2 separate regions of the Pogona vitticeps genome follow, and region 2 is linked to region 1. The links are chromatin contacts, called in public Hi-C maps. All regions are on one chromosome and are shown on one strand. Each heading gives the region's core, a stretch centred on a gene start, on an enhancer-like site or on the middle of the called end of the contact. The rest is flanking DNA. Distances are from core to core; before and after follow the strand shown. Region 1 holds the start of C7H1orf174 (chromosome 7 C1orf174 homolog). Region 2 holds the start of LOC110072694 (basic phospholipase A2 PLA-B).

What was found. Hi-C and Micro-C count contacts between places; a contact is called where the count stands out from the background.
Region 2: a contact with region 1 is called in a Hi-C map of muscle, with 5 times the contacts expected there. The contact joins the promoter of LOC110072694 here to the promoter of C7H1orf174 in region 1. A contact is called at or near these places in 2 of 2 Hi-C or Micro-C datasets (blood and muscle).

What each region holds. Positions count from the first base shown.
Region 1 is chr7:10,837,712-10,844,141 of PviZW2.1, reverse strand. C7H1orf174 (chromosome 7 C1orf174 homolog) reads right to left here and starts at 3,678. Exons shown (of 3, transcript XM_020781177.3): 1 at 3,469-3,678; 2 at 2,014-2,541; 3 at 1-1,005. The coding sequence starts at 3,663. The coding sequence ends at 886.
Region 2 is chr7:11,313,786-11,320,510 of PviZW2.1, reverse strand. LOC110072694 (basic phospholipase A2 PLA-B) reads left to right here and starts at 4,732. Exons shown (of 4, transcript XM_078378924.1): 1 at 4,732-4,919. The coding sequence starts at 4,779. It overlaps MUL1 (mitochondrial E3 ubiquitin protein ligase 1), which reads right to left and starts at 4,917. Exons shown (of 5, transcript XM_072977778.2): 1 at 4,795-4,917; 2 at 2,008-2,155; 3 at 1,006-1,093. The coding sequence starts at 2,127.

The sequences.
Region 1 (6,430 bases), core at 2,429-4,928:
GGTTTAACGGGAGCCTCTCGGTAAAGATGGCTGAGCTTCGATGTGCAGAGGCGTTGTGCCTCTGCAGGGGGATGCCGTTTCCCTCTGCCTGACGTGGGAGGGCCCGGCGGTGGCGGGGGGGCCTCCCACATCCACGGGTGGCCTCAAATGCCCAGGGGATGGAAGCCTCCCTGCCCTTTCCTTCCCTTCATGCCTGATGGGCCTCCTCTTTCAAGCATCTCTCCGGAGCCTTGCTGGAAACCGGATGGGGACCGAGACGATGGACCTTCAGGATTAACTAGCGGGGCTCAACTTCAGTCCTCGCTGTCCAGGATCATGGGTTACGGTGTCCGTGGCAGATCAGTGCATACAGAGAGAGCTCTTCTTGACGCTGGAGAGTCTGAAGGAAAAAAAAAACCACCCAAGAAGTCAACATTTCACCGTTTCCACATCCTCTCTGCGGGCTTCGGCCAGTTTGGGCTCTTGCAAACATCTTACGTGAATTCAAACAGGCTCATGTGGGGATCTTATAAGTAGCATCCTGCTAACACCCTTGGGGGAGGAAAAGAAGAAGATCCAGAGAAACCAGATTTCCGTCGTGAATTATGTTGCAAGATGCTTGGAAAATTTAATTATTTCCCGAGTCCTCACACTGAGATCCTCAAGTACTCTCCTGGGCAAGATTGTCGCGGGGCAACCAGAATAAAGCCATGCAACAAGAAAACACCCCCAGGTCAAAAAAGGAGAGGGTCCATTCCCTCTTTGAAAGGCAGAGCCTGGAGGTGCAGGATTACGGGAGCTCAGAGAGTTAACTCCCACCAAAGGAACGAGTCTTTTTGCAATTAAGAACATCTCGACGGCCTCTGGCAAAGAGATGGAACATCGGCTGGCCTCTCGTCTTGGTCCTCAAATGACTTCCTCTTCTTCTTCTTCCTCCTCCTCATCGTCCTCCTTGGCAATGAAGTGGGCCTTCCTGAATTCTCGCCTGCTGGCGATGGCCCGGGTGAGGGGAGCGGCCGGGAGATCCTGGGGAGAAGAGACAGCACAAGGATGGCTTCAGCCACAATCCAGGGGGAAATCTTTAAAAGGATCTTATTAAAAGCAAAAGGCCTGGAGCACAAGGAGGGCAAAGAGAAGGAGTCATGCTAAGCTTCAGCTCTGGAGCCACGTGGGCGAGGGCTGAGTTAGAGGGTTCGTGACCTGAGACAAATCCAGCCCATTGTGACGGTTATTGAGCTACTTTACAAGACTGTGGAGAAGACTCTACTGTGCAATGGCAAAGCCACATAGCGACCCGCGCTCTTTGGGTGAAGGGTGAGATAAAAGTGGAGATGGACTCCATTATCCACGGGATCAGTATCCACTGACGCATTTATCAACACAGTCTGATAATATTTTTTAAAAAAACTCCAAATATGTGTTTTTAAGGAGGAAGCTACCAGAACTGGCCACTAGAAGGAACCAGAGATCATGGTATGTGTCGCATTCCCCCTCTCCTAATTTGGTTCGCTCTAATCTGCGTTTTTCAGCATCTGCGGGGTGGGGTGGGGCTTGGAACCAGAGGAGGCCCACGGAATCAATGGGAGCTGACGTACTGTATCCTCAGAGATTCAATGAGCTTCCTCAAGTTGCAGCTTACGGCTGGATTTCAGCCTACATTGAAAGAAAAATGAATGACGAGCGTTGTTCGGTGTATTTAATTGTAAAAACCCTTGCATGCCATCGGGTCAATTCTGACTTATGGCAACCCTTTCCACAGTTTCCTTGGTATTGAGTCTAGTAGCAACGTGGTATCCACGAGGGACAGGTTCCAAGCCTTGGCATGGATGCTGAAAAACGTGGAAGTATTGAACGCCATACATAGCATGGTCTCTGGCTCTCTCTAAGAAACATATATCCTTAGGATTTTTCTTTTGCTATTTTCAGACTGTGGATAAACGAATCAGCAGATACTGAATGCATGGATAAGGGAGTCATACAGTAAACTTGCTAAGATGGCAGCTGCAATTCTAGGCTTCCTTCCGGCCACCCTACCTGCATGAATGCCACGCTGCCAAAGAACCGGTCCACAGGCAGCGGCTGGTTGCTGTCCTCATTCAAGAACACGCTGTTGTCCACCTCCACCACGTGGTCGTCCGCCTCCTCGGGTTCCATATCCGAGTCATCTGACCACCCAGCCCCGTGGCTCTCCTTCTCTTTTATTTCCTCCTCTTCCTCGTCCTCCAGGGTCCGAAAGTGTGTCTCGAGGAGAGCTCCACGGTCCGTCTCGGGAAAGCCGCTCTCGGGGCCCCGGGCGGACAGCTCCACGCTGAGATCGGTTCGTTCTCTTGCTGTTTCGCCATCTGTCTCAGGCATCCTCTTGGCGTGCCTTTGCAGCATCCTCTCGAGGTCGGCCGATTCGTGTTCCGAGGAGGATCTCTGGGCGGGCTCTTCTTGGGAGAGAAGACCGGGGCCGGCGCCTTCCCGGACGGCACCTTGCGGGACGTCCACCTTGGCCCGAGTTTTCTTTTCACATTTCAGCTTCTTGGAAGGCCGCCGATGGGTCCCCTTCTGTGAAGGACCCTGGTTCGGAGGGAAAAAACCCAGAAAAGAGAGCTTCAACAGGACAGCTACCGACAAGGAGTGGATAACGAGTTATGAGTCACAAACGACGGGCTGACCCTTGGGAAAGAAGGGCTTCAGTGCACCTGTGCTTGGTGTGGACCTTTGAGAGCTGCTTGAGCTACTCTACAAGATTGTGGCGAGGATGAAGGGGGGGGGACATGACCCATACACAGCTCAGGGTTGAGGGCCTCTAGCTGCAGAGTTAGAGTTTGGGAGTTCGTTTCCCCCGTGAGGCCTCCTTGACCGGGAATGGACTCCCTCATCCATAGGGCACCCCGTCCAGCTCTGCGGTTCTATTGATGATGATGGTGTGTGCTATGTTGAGTTGTCAGGATACACGCACAACTGGGGGGGTAAGTGGGGTTTCTGGGATTTGTAGTCCATCTGGCTGACCCCACGGTTGGGGACTGCTGGATTAGAGGATCCTCTCTGACTGGCAAGAAAGAGCATCTGAAGAGCGACAGAGTGAATCCTCCCCTCTTAGGGTCTGACTCACCCTGGGCGACCTTGCAGGGTTGTTGTCAAGGAGGTGAACAGAGGGGAGGGAGGCACTCCCTGCCCCTGGCCAGTTATAAATATGTCGTGAAAACACATATTTCAGCTCCCCCCTTTTTACCATGCGATTCATAGTGTTCGCTGTTATCTGCGGTTTTCAACATCCGCGGGAGGGCTCGGAACCAAACTCCCACGGCTACGGGGGTCCTACTGCATAACCAATCCGTATCAGGAAGTCGGCTTCGTGACCGACCTTCCAACGTATTACTGTATATTTGCATAAATTAACATACCCCAGCTCGGCCGTTCATAAAGCTCTTAGCCTCTCCAGGCCAATTAACACCATTAGCATATGCAAATAAGGGCAGGCTGGCCCCTCCCGCGACTCACCCTCCGGGCCCGCATGGAGAAGGCTACGGAGCCCCAACCCGGTCGGATCCACCAAGCACCATTGCCGACTTCCGGTAGCGCGGAAGCCTCGCCCGGCCTTCCCGCCCTACTTCCGTCAGACCCGCAGCACGGCATCCAATCAGAGGGAGGGGCCTGGCGGAAGTGTCCGCCTCCCGGTGAGGCCACGGCCGCCATTTCTGTCAAGGTCAGTCGCCCTCACGGTCTTTCCGGGCGAAACCCCACAGGTTTTAGATCCGTCATCTTTGTTTTGAGCACGACGCCCATAAATAAAGCGCTCCCTGTGAAGCCCCGGTTCTTTCCCCTTCGTGCGGAGCAGCTGGGTGGCCACAGAGAGGACGGAAAAAGAGGTCGTCCTAGTTTCGGTCGACTTTTGAAGAAGCAGAAAAAAAGAATTCTGAGGACTGTTCGAAGCCAGAGCGGCCATCTTTTTAGAGGGCACCGTGCGTCGCCTAATGGCCGCGCGGAACACAGATTTACGAAAATAGTAGAGAGACCTGTAGCAGTGCATTCGGAGTTCAAGAGCAGGGCTTGAGAAATCAATGGAAAAAACTCCCACGTTTTGAGGTCTGGGTGTGTTGGGGGGGCCAAATGCCACCCCCTCGCCCACAACCAGAGGGAGCTATGAAAGCAGGAGTGCCTGTGCGGTGCTATAGGAAGAGCCGGGCCAAATTCTCCTTTTAGGGACTACAACGCCCATAATACTGGCTGGGATGTTATGGGACTTGTAGTCCCCACCTTGAAAGGGAATGTCCCTCGCCTCTATGTAATATATTTAATTCAGATGCCATGGAAACATGCTGGTGCTTTAAAAGCAAGCTTATCTTTCTCTTTTTAAAGACTATTTGGCGACAACCTGGAAACTCTTTTGCCATAAGAAACAGATTCACCCGATTCCCACAGGCAAACTGGCAGCTTCTGGGCTCTGCAGGTGGAGAGTTCTGGATTTGCCCTGGAAATCTCCACCTTCCCATTTCAGAGGTGGAGACTTGCTGCAGAATCTTGCATTTCAAATTCCTTTTGCTAAACAGCAAATATGCAGACTCTCAGAGGAGAATAGCTATAACTTCCCCGAAGTAGTTCACCCCTTTCTCATTAACTGGCACAGTCCTTCACTCCAAGGCATTTGTAGGCGAGAGGATGAAAAATGTTTCATTACTTATAGTTGTGGACAGATCAACAGCCAGCTCGCAAACAAACACTGACTGCAACAGACTAAAGAGAGGGAAAGGGGCACTCAGCAGAGAGGCGGGGCTCTCTCTGACTTCTGAGGCAAGAGGGAAGGATTGGTTAGTGCTGGATAGATTGACGGCCAGAAAGGTCTGTCCTAGTCACTCAAACCACAAGCGGCATGCAAGGTTGTAGAAACTCCAACACAGACAGACCCACTAAAAGCAAAGGTTCTTGATTGTCTTTTCAGCAACAGGTTAACACAACTACTTTAGGCAAATGGGTGGCCTGCAGGTTGGTTGTGGCCTACTAAGACCCTACCTGTTTTGTGGTTCCTGAACCACAACCCTCTTGAAACACAATTTTGTCGGCTCTTCAAAACCTGCTGGCATACAGAAAAGATTGTGTGGCAGAAATCCATTATCAGCCTCATCTCCATTTCTGGCTTGCCACAGTCCAGAATCCCTGGCAGGGGTGTTGTATGCTGCTTTCTCTTGGCACATATAAAGTAGGAGCCCCTTATCCACTGGATCAGTATCCACTGGTTCACTTATCCAAGGTCTGAATATATTACAAATATTAACAGAAAAATTCCTAGAAATATATATTTCTGAAGATGAAGTTACCAGAACTGGTTATTAGAGGGAGCCAAAGACCACACTCTGTACAGTGCTGGCTATTAAAATAGCATTTGCCGTAATCCACATTTTTCAGTATCCGCTGAGGGGATTCAAACCAATTTCCAGGAAATCTGGGGGTCCTCCTGGATGTGAAAAGCCATCCTCTTTAACTCATGGCCTTCTCCAACCAGCCATATAGGAAAGGAATCTTTGAATAGAGCATGGGGTGGCTTAATTCTTAAACATCGAGGGAGAGAAGGCGATACGCCATAGTTTTTGTTATAGATGAATTGCTTTTCTCCTAATTGACGTGGTTCAAAAATGCCTGGGTGGTCTTCTTGTAAGCAAAAGCTGCTGTTCTTCTGAAATAGCAATTTATGGGTTCATTACCTTGTCGCTTTGTAAAACAGCTGAAACTGGTAGTACTGGTAGAAGTCATAGGGAAGTAATGACCAGACTGGGGTTGTTCAACACACTTTTAGAAGACACAAATGAGCTTCTTTACTCCTGAAATGAAATAGATGCACAAAGAAAGCATCTCTCTCTCTCTCTCTCTCTCTCTCTCTCTCTCTCTCACCATCCTGGAAGAATCTCTGAGATGTGAGCTTCATTTAGGGTTTCCAAAAAACACAAAGCATGAGCCAAGAGGAAGCCCATTGAACCTCTGTGTGATTCCTTCTTATGGATTGACACCCTTCTGATCGCTCTCTGGTGGGTGACTGTAAAACGCTTCCTCGACCCGACACAGGCAGGGGTTGCATCCTTTCTGGTGCTGAGATGCAGAAGTGTTTTTCCTCCAGATGAGCCTTCTTGTTGCCAGTCCCAGTTCTGCTGTTGGCTTTTTCTTCCCCAATCAAGAGGGATACTCAGATCTCCGATTCAGGCTGAACGGCAGGCAGAATCTTCCACGGGTCTTAATGAATTAAGCGGGAGTAGTTGTGCTGCAGTGTCCATCGTCCCCCCTTCAGCATGGTCCATGCCTGGAGAAGATGTGCATTGTAGTCCAGTCGCATGGGGGGGGGGAGGAACGTTTCTGAATAAAGCCTCTGCCGATGCCAGAAAGCGAAAGAGCCTGTAGAGGTTGTTTTGACATTTTATGGGGCGTGGATGTGGCTCCAGGAACATAGGTGAATCTCTGTGTGTGTGTACATGTG
Region 2 (6,725 bases), core at 3,483-5,982, 480 kb before region 1:
TCTGGACAGGCTCTTACTTCTGAGTTTCACATTTCTGTGTAACATCTACCAAAGAGTGGAGAGGAAGCTTCAACCCATTTTCCTTCCAAGATGGAGGTGGAGGGGGTGGGATTGTGTTCAGTCTAAGGCAGTGGTTCTTAACCTTGGGTTACTCAGGTATTTTTGAACTACAACTCCCAGAAACCCCAGCCAGCACAGCTGGTGGTGACGGCTTCTGGAAGTTGCAGTCCAAAAACACCTGAGTAACCCAAGGTTAAGAACCACTGGTCTAAGGTAACAAAGGCAACAAAAGAATCTTAACAGCACCTTGATTACGAGCAAGTTTTATCTGGTAGGACATTTCATGGCCTGTCGCCCATTTTTCCAGAACCAGGATGGAGACAATAGTAGATGATGACAAAGACAGAGACAGGTGACTCAAATACCAAAGAAAACTATGAGAAAGAGCAACTGAGAAAATAAAGTGGGAAAGGAGATGCAGAGTCTCCTTCTGCAGACACGACACCTCTTGGTTCCCATGTCCTTATTCACAGACAACTTCCAGGAAAGTTGTAAAACAACCAGAATAGCAGGCGACGTTCCATTAACAGGCCCAGAGCGTTCCTCGCTCCTGTTGTTTTATTTGCCTAGAAATTATTTAGGTCCTTCCATATCTCCAAGGAGATACGGAAGAGATGTTTCGAACTTTGGAAGAGGGGTTTCCGGCTGAGAAAATAAAATAACATTTTTTTGAGAAGACTGCATCTGTTTCTATGTTCCTGTTCACTTTATATAATAATCCAGGAGTGGACCACATTGGAGGGGGGGGCAAGTGTTCTGGACGTCTCCTTTACATCCCAAAGCCTTCGGAGCGCTAAAGCTTGAAACACAGGAATGGGACCAAGTTGCCTGCCGTTGTTAACCCACTGTGACCGGAGGGGGGGGAGGAGAGAGAAAAGCAGGGATGGTGAAGCAAACCAGGGACGTGCCCACCCCCCAGACATCCATGTGGTTCGAGGATCCTACCTTCTATCACGGCGTAAGGAACACACTTCCCTGGTGCTTCCATAAGGAAGGTCTTCAAGTCCTGGTCAAGGGTGACCTTTTTGGCTCCCTAAAGTCGCGGGGGGGGGGGGGAAGCAAAGAGGAATTTTTGGTAAAAGCCTCCTCCGAATCAGCAGCTTGGCTACAGCCACACCATGGGCAAAGGACAAGAGAGCTCATCAACCACGCGACGCTCGTCTGCTGCAGAACCGGTTCCAGCTCTGAACCCACAGACATCATCTACGCAAGGCAGCTAGGAAGGGCCAGACGCCAGAAGATCAGGACTTGCTAACTAGCAACAGGTCGGAGAAGGGGGTGAGAGAGGAAAGTAAGCCACTGGCTCAGCTGCCGGGATCTCGTAATGGACTTCTTCCTCCTGATTTGACTGTTCCTGCCAAAATCGGTGGTCTCCTCTCCTACTTCCTTCGGTCCCAACCACCATCAACACAAGCTAAAAAGCTGAGGTGGAGGGCTGGGCATGGGGAACCCTCCGGATCAGGTTTTCGAGGGCCGCTGAGGGCTGCTGGAGCAGCAGGAAGCCCCACCCGTCACTCGTGTTAGCTGCCAAAGGACCCCACTTGGATCTGGGGGCAGGGCAGGGGTACCTAGTAAGCCCCAGCAGGCTCTGATTTTATTTTCGTATTTTTTGCTTTATTTAAATAAGTGCTGGAGCCCTTTGTCATGCTCTGAAGGGAGCCTACGCCCCTCCTGTGTTTTTTTTAATATATGTTTCAGCCACATAGAGAGCATAAGGGGTCTTTTTACTCAAACTCATGCTGGGGGTTCAAGATCAGACATGTCCCTCCAAGGGTGGACCTCTAGAGATGGCTGTCCCCCTGTGTGGGAAAACAGACAAGGCACAGTGGAAAAGCTCCTGTATTGCTACTTTTAATTGGGACTTTATTCATCCCTTCCAAATGCCCAGTGATTGGAAACGTCAGCGAACCAAAGGGCAACTAGCTAAAGTAATAAGGAGCCACGGACCTTCAGGCTGTGAGCCACTTTTGACTTGTGCCTGTAAATGGCGTACAGGATGGCCGTAACTGCCGAGCTGGTAGCCAGGAGGATGACTTGGCCCGTGGAAGGGCGCCCGGCAGCATCCATCGTTACAGTCTGATCCTGATGTGTATCTCTGGAAGGGAAAAACAGAATGGATCTAGATTAATCGGACGAGAAACTTTAACCGTTTCCAACGTTGGCTGAATAACAAGCCTTTCAGTCATGCCTAAGCATGGCATAGCCACAACAGAATCACACTGAGTTGAAGGGGCCTGTAAGGTCATCAAGTCCAACCCCTGCTCAAGACAGGAATTCCAATCAAAGCAGATCTGACAGAGGGTGGCCCAGTTTTCTCTTGAAGGCCTCCGGCATTGGAGCACTCACCACCTCCCGAGGTCATGGGTTCCGTTGTCATACTGTTCTAACAGTCAAGACGTTTTTCCTAACATTCAGCCTAAACCTGGCTTCCTGCGGCTTCAGCCGATTATGACGTGTCCTGCACTCTGGGATAATCAAGAACAGATCCTGTCCCTCCTCTGTATGACTTCCTTTCAAGTAATGCCATTTCTATACCACAACAAAGCTCCTGGATGCAGATGAGAATGGGAAGGTTTTCTTTACTTTTTTACAAAAAGGAGAAGCCAACATCCCGGCGTTTCCACATTTGAAAAAACACTGGAGAAAAAAAAATTTAAAAGTGGCACAGCCCACAAAAGATGAGGATCTGCGCAGGACCCACAGGGTTTGCTCACCCTTGCCGAGTGGAACACAATCCTTCCGCCCTCCAAGCAGCTTCTTCGTGTCCAGATTCATTTCAAGTGCATTTGCAACAGTCTTGAGGAATCTACCCATCGCTTTCAAAGACTAGGACAAATTTCAGATAAAATGCTTTTTTTAAACACAAGTGTGACGTGGCTGAACTGGGCATGTCAAGGCTGCTTTTCAGTCAGGTTGGGGGGAAAGTTTGGGTCAACAGCTAGTAGCTGGTTGAGCTTCCACTGAACAGTGTGGTCGCACAGAATGGTTTTCCTCGCACAGATCCTGCTCTCCCCCAAGAAGAGAAAGGGCTTTCTCCATGGAAATCATTGCCTACATAATGCTGGGGCAGCCCAATTCTGTATTACTAGATGACAGCAATTGGGGTGAAGCTCAATACGGGCTAGTGACTCTGAATTCAAATACAAAAGTTTAAACAATTTAATTCAGAAACTACATTCCTCTCCCTTTTTAAAAAACATAACTCTCATTGCACTTGTACCAAGCAAAAATGAATTAAATGCTCAGACAGACAGACACCTACCAGCTGAACGCAGGCACTTGTTTCAGGGTTTCCAGCCTGACTGAGAATGAATCACTGCCTAGCTAACAGCTCTTTCCTCCTTTTCATTTCTGGAAAGTTCGGTTCTTTCACTTTTCGTTCTTGTGAAACAGTTACATATGAGTTTGTGGCTTGGTGCTTCCCGGGAGGGGAAGCCGGGCCAAGAAAGGCAGAGGAGTTGGTTAAAGAGGGTTAGATAATATAAAGAAGCTGATCAGCCACTTTCAGCCAACAGATTCAATGGCCAATGTGACATTTGAGACTCCACACCAGGGAAGTCTGGCTTTAACTTATGTGATCCCTGCGACCAGCCCTGGTTAGCCATCTGGCTGCACCCTTTTGGACCCATTGAAGTCTCCTGGCCCTTCCCATCGGCAGCCCCACACAGAGCGCCTTGCAGTAATCCAGCCGGAAGGGCCTGCATGACCGGGGCCAGACCAAATCTCTCCAGAGGCGGACATCATTGCTGGCGCATTAAGTTTCCATCGTGCAGAGGTGCTCCTGGCCGCCTCGATGCCCTTGCAAGAGGGATGTGCCTATTCAAGCCACACGTCTCTGCTCCCGCCTTCTTCAGTGGCTCAGGTAAAAGCAAAATAAAAAAATCAACAAACTTCTAGCCAGCGCAACTGAAGAAGGCGACAGTCAAAACAGGCCGGTTAAAAATTTCCGTTTGTAAGTCACTCTAGTCTTTCAGCTCTTTAAAAATCAATGGTAGAAAGAAACTCTCAGGGCCTCTCCTTTTGCTTCCTCTGAACCCATCAGTTTCAGTATCACAGTAATAATAATATTAATAATAATGATGATGATAATAACAATAAAAATAAAAATAATAGCAAAACTATAGGACATCGAATAATAGTAATACCTTAATGCTGAATTTTTTGTTTTTCTAAGTGTACGGTGGTGGGGAACACAGTTACATTGTATTTTGATTTGTGTATTTTATGTTTATGCATATGTTTTAGATAAATAAAAATAAAAATAGAATTAAAAATAAAGTCTGTAATTAACTAATGGGCTTTTAATTACTATTGCACTTTTACTGATTTAAAAAAAATTATAAAAATGTGTGTTTTCCGTAATTTCTTCTGCTGTCAGGGTCACTTTGTGTCTCTCTCCTCCTCCCCCCCCCCCCGACTTCCCACCCAAGCCAGGAGAAAGGCGGCCTACATATGATAGACAGGTTGGGAGGCGTTACCTATCCCAGACTACAACTCCCATCATGCACCAGCCAGGAAGGCCACTTTTCCAAGTCCGGGCTAGTACCGCACCAGGGCGACATCCCATAATAACTATCCCATAATACTCCCGCAAAGGCATAGCAACCCCCCCCCATTTCTCGGCTCCCCAAGTCACCTCCGGCCCCCTTTCTCCATAGCAAGCGGCCGCCCCCTCCTCCGGAAGCCCGCCCCCAAGGCTCCCCGATCCCCTTGTTCCCATGGCAACGGTACCACCAACCACATCCGGCCTCAGGCGGAGAAACGACCTCCTTCGCCGCTCTCGGTGGTCTCCTCCACTCCACTTCCGGAAAAAGCCACGCCCACCGCATCCAACGACGTTCGATGACGTCCAGAAGAAAGTAGGGAGGGGTCCACCATGGAGCTGGAGTGGGGGGGCTAGAGGGGCACAAGCTCCCATTTCCGGCCACCTCAGCGACGCGTTCAATTGACTCATAGATGTCTGAAAAGTGAAGATGGGTCGCTTCTTTTTCTTCTAGAGGAACTTGCAGGTTCCTTTTGACACCATCTCCGTTTTGTTTCTCTTCTTTCTCGCGTCTGTTTCTCTAGTTGGAAAACAAAAAAGAAATTATAGGAGAAAAGGGGGGATTTCACCTCTTCCCTTAATTAATAACCCTGCTCAGATTTTGCAAACTCAAGACCATGGTTTCTTTTCCTGAGTCATCTCCTAGGTGGGCCTCCTCTTTTCCTACTGCCTCCCACTTTCTCCTAGCATTATTGTTCTTTCCAGTGAGTCTTTTCTTTTTTTTTAGTCACATCTGCTGTTATGAACAGTTCAAGCCTGATTTGATCTTATTTGTCTTTCTGGTGGTCCATAATAACCAGAAAGTTGATCTCCAATAACAAAGTTGGAATGAATCAATTCTTTTTTGCCCAGCTTTCACATCCATATATAGAAATCAGAAACATCATAGAAGGATCTTGGCCTTGATCTCTGGCAACACCTCTTTAGATTTGGTGGTCTTTTCTCATTCCTTCACAGCTGCTCTTCTGTGTCTCAGTCTTTTTCTGATTTCTTGGCATTCAGTCCATTTGGATGGATGACTGCACCCAGGCCTAAATAACAAGTTCAGTGTCTTCACTGTCAACATTGAAGTCATGGAATTCTGTAAATACAATTTCTCTCGCTTAATATTCAACTGCAATCCTGCCTTTGCACTTTCTTCTTTCGCCTTCATTGGGACCCATTCTAAGTCATTTCCTATTCTGCGGGTGCGATAGCATCATCTCCCTCTCTTAAACGATTTGCCTTTCTTCCACCAGGTCTTAACTGCTCCTTCATCTGATTCTAACCCAGCTTTCCACGTCAAGGAAGATACCTTTAAAGCAATTTAAAGGGGGGCAATTTGTGGATCACAATGCCCATCAGCCTCTATCTTTCAGCTTGCTGGCTAGAACTGATGAGGGTTGTAGTCCAACCCCATCCAGATAGCCACAGGTTGATCCCCATCTTCCGTAAAGATACAGCCATGTGTTCAGTGAAATCTCACTATTTTATTTAACCTGTCTCCTTTCCGGAGAGAACACTGAGCTTGGAAAAATTACTCTCTCTCTCTTTTTTTGGCATTATATTTCCCAGAATTCCTTGGCACCCCTTCGAACTTCTGCAGCCCCTAGCAGGGTGGTGGTGGGGAAAACCCCTTACATTACTAGAGTTAGGATTTTGTGCACAGTTTCAGGGGGCTTTTAACTACTCCCCATTTCCAATCTCCCTGGACATCAAAGTTTGCAAATATTATTTTTTTTCAACTCTGAACCCCAACCTTTCAGGGTGCAACCCCCAAAAAAGAACAGGGAGTCCATCCTGCCCTTCTCTTCTCGGCCTCTTCTCGCCTTTCCTGTTCCACAGGCACCACGGTGCTGAGCATCACAATTGAGTTAGATTCCATTGGAAGCTGAACTCTCTCATGCAGAGCGGTGAGCGATGCCTGGGTCTCTTAATACCAACCTTTTTCTCTTTGACTGTGTGCGCCACGGCTCCTGCGGGCGACCGGACTGCTCAGATGCCTCTTCCCACTGGCCCAGAAGCTGTGGGAAGTTGACGAGCCAGGGTGGCCCACCCCACCCATCGGGGAACATGGGTCCGTGGGTGCCCTTCGGCGTTCGTGTTCCGAGCAAGAAAAGCAGAGAGGGACGCCTCTTCTTGT